Regions from separate parts of the Zea mays genome. Here region 1 is linked to region 2. The links are chromatin contacts, called in public Hi-C maps. All regions are on one chromosome and are shown on one strand. Each heading gives the region's core, a stretch centred on a gene start, on an enhancer-like site or on the middle of the called end of the contact. The rest is flanking DNA. Distances are from core to core; before and after follow the strand shown.

Region 1 (4,267 bases), core at 1,699-4,198, 180 kb before region 2:
ACATGGCATGCTTACTTATGAAATATTTTTTCCTCACATAAAGAGTTTTTCACAACCTCAAAGGAAAACCAAAAACCTAGTGTGTGGAAAAGACACACTGTCGGCTCTCTATCATTATATATTACTAATACATAACATGTACATAGAAAAGAGTGGATTCGTTCGAGAGACCAAATCGTTAATCCCAACTGCCTTCCAACACCATCTATCCAAAAAAATCTTAAGGCGTCCAAAAAATACAAAAATAAGTAATCCTTATCTAGAGACGTACAGGCGATGCGAAAAATCACATGCTGGAAAATTCCGAAAAATCTAAGACACAATTCCGAAAAATTACAAGGCACAAATCTTGTAATTTCCGACAAAAACCGGTAACCGAAGGAAACAGTCGGTAAAACATCACGCCGATTCCGATACCGATTCCGATAGAAAATTCCGAAAACCGATTCCGTTTTCGAAAAATACTGTTATCGATGAATCTGATTGAAAATTTTTGAAATCAGTTTCTGAAATACCAAAAAATTCGAAACTGTTTTTATCCCTAGAGAGAGGGATAGGAGTATAGAGGTCATACGCCTTATCCGAACCGCCTGCACAGCGAAGATGGCCAGCATGATAAGGCCAATGAAACCCAATGTTGATCCAGCTGCTACGAGAACCCGCGTTTCTTTCTTTAACCTTCCAGTCCCTGGTCATGTTTGCAAAAAAAAACACCGTATAAATAGTTAGTAAATATTAAACTGCATTTTAGCCACCCCTATCTTTTTTTGATGCACTTGAATTCACCTCAGTCCATCCACTTAGAGATGTCCAAACAAGTCGGGTAGTTTGGTAGACCCGAAGCCCGACATGATTTTAGCCTGAGACGATCCTAACCCGGATTGTTGGCTATCGGGGCCGTGCTATCCGAATGATAGGGTCGTGCCTGGGCTGAAGGCGTGACCCGACGATCCTAAAATGTCTATATTACACATGATTATAAACTGTAAAACACAATAATACATATGTTTTGTCGGTTAAGTAGGTGTAAATAGGCTTTTCTAGATAGCAATTATGGTTCAAATTTTCATTTATACATGTTGTTAGCTTTTTTGCTATTTAAATATGATAGACATATTATAACCGTTGGGCTAGTGGCCGTTTCGGCACGACTAATAGCTTGACGGGTCGTGTTTGAGCCTTGCTAGAGGTCCGCGGGCCGACCAGCACGGTCCATGTACTTAACCAGTTTGGGCCCACACTATCCCCAATTCATGTCGGACCATACATCCAGTGCAGCCAAACAGCTAAATTAAATAAGGGCTTGATAAAGCAAAAAAAAAAATGAAAGTTGAGGAGTTGGTATATACCAGATGGGGGAGTAGCCTGCCGTAGGTACAGGGTCTGTCCTCCAGCCACGTAGCGTAGGTCAGTGAGGTTTTCAGGCCACATGATGCATCCAGTGCCAACATCATCGCCTCCGCCTTGCACATCTGCCGCGGCATACGCCACGCAGGAGCAGTTGGCAAGGCACCTCGCCCTGCACTCGTCCAGCGTGATGCTCGTGTCCAGCGACGAGTTGAGCGTGTCGGGCAGCTTCACTCCCGGCAAACGGACAAACCCGTCCGTGGTGCCATTGTCGCCGCAGTCCAGCGACACGTTCCGCCGGCACCCGCCAGATGAGTCTCTCCCGTCCCAGTCCGACGACGAGACGGGGACGAAGCCCTGGACACAGCTGCACGGCCACGTCGTCGACGCTGCAGTATGATTGCACACGCCAGAATGCCCGCACCTGTTGTAGTGGTCGCAGTCATCTCGCGGCCCCGTGAAGAAGTTGTCCCACCCTCGCTTGTCCAGCCACCACACGACGCGCACGGCGTCAGCCGTGTAGTTGAGGAGGACGCGGGACAGGGATGGCGGCGCGCCGGCCTTGGCGGCGTAGCTGTAGCTGACCTCGCTCGGGCTTACCGTCACCTGGAAGACGAACATGTTCGAGAACGAGTTCATCTCCGGGATGCCGCTGAACCACCGCCCGTTCCACACTCCCGTGCGGTACTTGATGGCGTCGCTCGAGTCCAGCGTCACGATCTCGGGCAGCAACCCTCGCCTGACCATCGTGTACCGGAATTCCCCCGGCGAGGGGTCGTCGGCATCACGCCACGACGTGAGTGACCACCCGCCGCCGCTCCACAGGTTGATGCCGATCTTGGCGCCAGGGAGCAAGGTGTTCGTCGGGTGGTCGAACGACTGCCACAGCTTCACGACGCCGTAGTCGTCGACTCCTCCGTCGTTCCCGTCCAGCAGGACGAGGTTGCCGGACTCGAGTAGCTTCACCGTTGGGGAAGCGGCGCCGGCGCCGGCGGTCGTGTTCGAAGACCACGCCGCCCGGCCAGAGCCGTCGAGCAGGACAAGGCTTCCCGTATCGCTGATCGCCAGCACGCCGGAAGAGTCGCCGAGAGGGTGGTCACGGTTCGCTACCCAGCATACAGCGTCGCCGCTGGAGTTGGACACCGTGAACCAGATTCCCAGGTACCTCCTTGCCGGCACTCCGCGAGAGAAGAACCCTAATGTGAACGACCCGTTAGCGGAGACCAGGGTCTCGCCATAGGTAAGGTTACTGCCCTTGCTGAGGATGTCGGATGCAGCTTGTGCGGCGGAAAAAGTTCCGAGGAAAAGCAGGATTGAAGACTGTACGAGTAGGTGGCGGTGGCTGTAACCATGGAGGTCGTGGCTTCTCATGGTGTTCGTCTTCGTCATGATTCATGAACGCTGTTAGTTTCCGCACAGGCGGTACAATAACGAACGTCTACCTTATATGTTGTCTGCCGACTGACTTGATTGGTCCTCCTCTAGTACAAACCAAATTATATGCAGTAACCCTTCCCGCTGATAATTAGAGCAACCGCTGTGTAGGGTTCTAAAGCCTTGTTTGACAGCGAGAGGAATGAAAGATGTCGGAGGGCTTCAAATCTCATCGTTATTTAAAATTAAACAAGGGCTAGTTTAGTAACTTTATTTTTCCATGACATTTTCAATTTTCACTATTTTTAGGAAAATAAAAACCTTGAGAAAAAATATAGTTCTCAAATTAGCCTTAACAAAGAGATTTTAGCCTCTTCAATCTCTTCTATTTCACTGACTCCCAAACATTTCACGAAGCTACCAAAAGATTTTCTAGGCTTGCGTGCTTGTATTAGCACAACGGGTGATGCAAATAGAATATTGTTCTTGTTTTTATTTTTTAATGACTAGTTTGAAAACTTAGACTTTCTACGGGAATCCCGGAAGTGATTTAAGTCACTACCAGAATTCGGTTTTTTGTCGAGTACCAAATATTTTGCCGAGTGTTTTTTTTCGAGCACTCGGTAAATAAACTCTTTGCCGAGTGTTTTATTTTTGACACTCGGCAAAGAACAACTAGACAAAGACATTTTAAAAATCACATTTTAAAGCGTTAAATTAATTCAAATGAAAAGGTTTTCAACTACAATTTGTATGACTCATCAAGATGTACAATTTATATTTTGATAATTTCTTCATATGACAAAATAAAAGTAAATTTGTTCATAAAACCTATATCTCTCTTGTAGTTTATGAAACTACAAGAGAAATGTATAAGATTTCTGAATAATGTTAGAACTGTCATGTGAGATGAACAAATGACCAAACAGCCAAAATAAACTTTGTAGATCTTGAGAAGTTATAGAATTTTGTAGTCGGCAACTTTTTCGTTTGAAGTTATCTTGTCAACGAAAACTACTTCTGAATTTTAAAAAATAAATTTGAATTTTGAAAATGACGTCGAATGGAAAAACCACCAACATGAAAGTTGTAGGTCTTGAAAAGTTATGAAACTTTGTAGTTGACAATGTTTTGGTTTGAAATTATCATGTCATGCAAAACTATGTTTCGATTTTAAAATTCGATTTTTTCAAACTACCTCAGATGGAAAAACCACCAAAATAATAGTTGTTGGTCTTGAAATGTAATGAAACTTTGTAATTGATATTTATTATTTGAAATCATTTTATCTTAGAAAAAATTGTGTGAAGTTTTCAAATTTGAAATTAAAATTTTGTAAACGGCCTCGGATGTAGAAACTATCAAAATAGAATTTGTAGGTATTGAAAAGTTATGCAACTTTATAGTTGGCAACATTTTCAATTGAATTTGTTTAGTGCCTCAAATAATCAAATTACTCTCGGTTTGTTATAATACATGCGTAATGAAAACGTAATATAGGCAGAATTCGTTATAATATAGTAGTGTATGCAGTGGTAGAGGAGGT
Region 2 (4,038 bases), core at 463-2,962:
CGAAGACGAGCGAGGGGAGCGAGGTGACGGCGTAGAGCGCGCGCCAGGAGCCCTGGAAGAGCGCCGCGACGGCCGCGAGCGCCGCGATGCCGCCGGAGAAGAAGTAGAAGGTGGACATGCCCGCGGCGCCGCGGCGGGCGGGGCCGACGGGCTCGGTGGCCAGGACGAAGGCCAGCACGCCCACGCTCCCCGCGCTGAAGCCCGTGAGGAGGCGCAGCGCCGCGTAGGCCCAGTAGTTCGGGGACAGCGCGGTGAGGAGGCCGAAGGCGGCGTTGAGCACGCACACCACCTGCAGCGCCCCCTTCCGGCCCAGGAACGAGTCCGACAGGTGGCCGAACACGCCCGCGCCTGGATTGCATTGCAATTGCATTGCATGCAGAGGAAGACAGTTAGTTAACGTGTTGGACGAGGCCGTGTGTCTAGCTGGAAAAGTAGCCCATCCAAAGACCCAAAGAGGCACCCAGCCCGTAGCCTGGTTTTTGTGTAGTTGTGTGATGCAGTGGGTTTTTGGATGCTTGTGTCAATGCAAGCGATATTGATTGGCTGAGGTGATGAGCCGTGACAGCCGCCTTGGCGTGGCACTTGGCGCGGCGGGGGCAGCCACGTATCCGAGCTACGGTGAGGAAATCTGCTCCACGCGTGTCACCTCGCGCTACGGCGGCCGTCTCCTAGACCAATCGGTGGCTGACGAGAAGAGGGCCGTCTCGTATAGCTTTGGAATGCCTGCCTAGACGGCTAGTAGACATGACCAACCTGACCACTGCCTGCCTAGGACTGTGGACCGAGAAGATGACCATCTCGTCCATCTGATCGGATCAGAGTCAGACAAACCTTGTCGACAGCGCATAGCAGCAGGTCGGCATCGGCACTCGTGTCGTGCATGTGGCCGAGCACGCCGGAAGCGAAGCACTCGCTCGACGCCCGCCTCGGAAGCGCAACACGAGTACACGTCCACGAGATCGCTCTTGTGCCTTGTCGTCGCGCTCCCTTCCGATTCCGAATATGCTGGGGCTCGAATAATCAAGCTCGAAGTGCCCGTGCTTTACATTCCCCACCCAACTGTCGTTCCCAAAATGCCAAGCCGCAGCTTTATTAGATACCGATTCGACGCGAATTATTGCCCTGAACCACACATACTACTACTACTACTCCCTAGTAACCACGAACGAGCAGGAAACGAATTCCAGTCCAGGTACACGCAGGGGTACGGCACGGCACGGCGAAACGGAACGAACGAATGGATTAGAGCGCGTGGCCAGCAGCGGCGAGCTAGCACGGCACTGACCGATCATGCAGCCGGCGAAGAAGACGGCCTGGGCGAGGCCGACCTTGTAGCGCTGGCCGCAGACGAGGCCCCACTCGACGACGGTCGACGCAGCGGCGCCTGAACCGCCGCCACCGGCCCACTCCCGCCCGGCGGCGGCGCAGGGCACCGGCACGGTCGCCGGCTCCCGGTCCGCGAAGATGATCACCATGGTGTGCAGCGCCTCGAGCGCCCACGCCGCCGACACGGCCACGAAGTGCCGCAGCTGCCACCGCCCGAACTCCCCCGCGTGCGCCGACAGCGCCTCGTCGATGCCCACGCGCGGACCCTTGCCGCCCTTCTTCTTCTCGGCGCCGGCCGAGAGGAGCGGCTCCGTCGTCGACATGTCTGGTCTGGTCTGGTTCCACCCGCTCGCTGCTGGCAGTGTCGCTTTTGCCGCTGCGTTGCGTTCCGGGCGCCGAGTGCGTCGCGGGGCGCTATTTGTAGCTGTACTTGTAGCCGCGCCCCCGGTTGCGCTATTAGTTGATTTTTGCCTTTTTGGTGTCACGGCTGGCCAAATGTTTGCTCGTGGGATTTTTTTGGTGCTAGATCAGATTTGGAATTGGAACTGAAGGCATGTAGAGAGCATTTAGATGCATGGTTTCACTTATAGTTAAGTCTCATCTAGATATCTGCCTTCGTAAACTGTTTTTAGAGCCATTTTTGCACCCACGAAATTTTACAAAATTAGTGATTCATACTAGATTTTTACCATATATTTGCATCTTTCTCTATTTCACTCTAGCTTGGCCACGGGATAGATGGATGTATGTATATCTATCCATAAGAGTGTGCGTCAGTGCGTGCGTGTATATATGTGAGCATCTTCATATATATAACATAAGTCAAGGTTAAAAGGGGTTGATTGGTATTCTTTTTAAAAATATACTACACCCTCGCTATCGACCAGTCAGTCATCTAGTAGAAGAAGAATAGTAGTAGTATTGTATCATTATAAACTAGAATAAATCTTTAAAAAAATAGATAGAAGTAGGTTATCGTCTTATCGATGTACATGAGTATCGGATGTGTGTGTATCTCTTTGACTGGCCGTCATATATACTACTATAGGTACAATTCCTGGCTCCGCCTTTGTCCGGACTCGGGACACGCTGACGCGTCATGTGGACGATCAGCTCCACGCCTTTCGTCTGCTTGCCGAGAAGACAGACAGGGAGGAGCTGCTTGTTTACCAATGAGACGAGCTTGTCCTTCCTAACTTCGTGCAGTTAGCTATCACCTCAGTAAACAAAAGAAACTCAACCCATCCCACTTCATCAGTTACCGTGTGGGGTTGTCCACCAACGCACGTACGGCGCGGCGGGGAAACAGACAGATCCGCCGGACGGATGCAGGCGATGCCATCTCCTGTGACCAAAACCACGCACCAACCTGCCTCAAAAAATTGAATCGGAGATCCGACTGACACGCACACGGCCCCCCGCATGTGCCCCGTTGTGGAATCGAATCCCCTGGGCTCTGGCTCGGCCACGAGGGCGCGCGGTCGAGGTCTTGGCACTACACGGCGGCAATAGTAGATGGCGCGGTGGCCTGGGCCGGGGATAGCTGAATTGGATCGCATCGGGTCTCCTCCCGACGCTTCTCTTGGCCTCTTGCGCAGCCCTCGTCATTGCGTCGTCCGCATTGGGCTGTGCCTCTGACCTCTACTGGAATGCGACAGGGAATTCCTACTCGCTTTCAGCCCAAGACGAATCACATTCCAGGACCATACGGAGGGGGGGACCGGAGCAGATACCAACGGCGAAATATGGAAAAGCATTCTCATAGAATCAAGGTATTATATGGAAACATTAACTGGCAGAAGAAGATACAAAGAGTCAAAAAAATTGGCCATTCGGCTAGATGAATCGCAAAGCGGCAGCAGAGGCTCTCTCACTTCCACGCCTTGCGGCCCCTGAACTGATTCCCGGAGCGCTTGCGCTGCTGCTTCTTCTCCTGCCGGGAACGTGCTGCCTTGGCTCTAGTCGCTGCCAGTGGCATCCTCTTCTTGTGCTGCTTCTGCTTATTGCTCAGTCCACCGGTCTGCGAGGCATTATTATAATCCATACAATCAGACGAGGTTATGGAAGAAACGATTAGGCGATCGGCGATCCTGATGGTAAGGATGCACTCGCGGGAACGGTATGAATTAAAAAAAGACATGCTACCACCACAAAACGAACACGCCAACAGCCAGGATGCTTACCTTTTTCTGTTTCACGGCCGCCCTTGCCATGTAAGGACCTCTATCCTCTCTTCCAGCTTTCACCAACGCCAACCTTTCTTCCTTGGACATCTTTCTCCTGACGTGAGCCTGCCCCCACGAAATTTATTCAGTGTCAAGCGTGTGCATTGCATGTGTGTCACTGTGTGAGTGAGTGAGTGCGCGACAAAGGTACAAGGAGAGCACCTCAAGCTCAAGTGGATCGACACGCTTCCTGCTGAGCTGGTCAGATGATGGCATCTTAAAGGTTACAGACCTTGTGTCGACACCCTTGATTAGTCCATGCTGAGCCAAAGCCAGCTTCGCTTCTTTCTTAGCCTGAAACACAAATATATTCGGTTAGAACATCAATGATCCATCTAAGACCAGAATGTGAACAATTTTATTTTGCCAAAATTAGCTTCTTTTTTTTAAAAAAATACTGTAGATCTATAAGCCATCCAAAATCCACATACCTTGAGTTCTTTGATGCGTTTGAAATCTTCATCGGATAGAATTTTACCAGTTTCAT

The links. A called contact is a pair of places that touch in the nucleus more often than the background predicts.
Region 1: a contact with region 2 is called in a Hi-C map of tassel, with 4 times the contacts expected there. The contact joins the promoter of LOC103645896 here to the promoter of LOC100382090 in region 2. A contact is called at or near these places in 3 of 25 Hi-C or Micro-C datasets (bundle sheath, ear and tassel).

Annotation. Positions count from the first base shown.
Region 1 is chr2:8,095,022-8,099,288 of Zm-B73-REFERENCE-NAM-5.0, reverse strand. It overlaps LOC103645896 (S-locus-specific glycoprotein BS29-2), which reads right to left and starts at 2,948. Exons shown (of 6, transcript XM_008670619.4): 1 at 1,350-2,948; 2 at 575-688. The coding sequence starts at 2,736.
Region 2 is chr2:7,916,862-7,920,899 of Zm-B73-REFERENCE-NAM-5.0, reverse strand. It overlaps LOC100382090 (Organic cation/carnitine transporter 4), which reads right to left and starts at 1,712. Exons shown (of 3, transcript NM_001174852.1): 1 at 1,286-1,712; 2 at 1-348. The coding sequence starts at 1,649. LOC103645893 (protein SDA1 homolog) reads right to left here. Exons shown (of 15, transcript XM_008670617.3): 12 at 3,983-4,038; 13 at 3,714-3,845; 14 at 3,510-3,617; 15 at 3,057-3,346. The coding sequence ends at 3,197.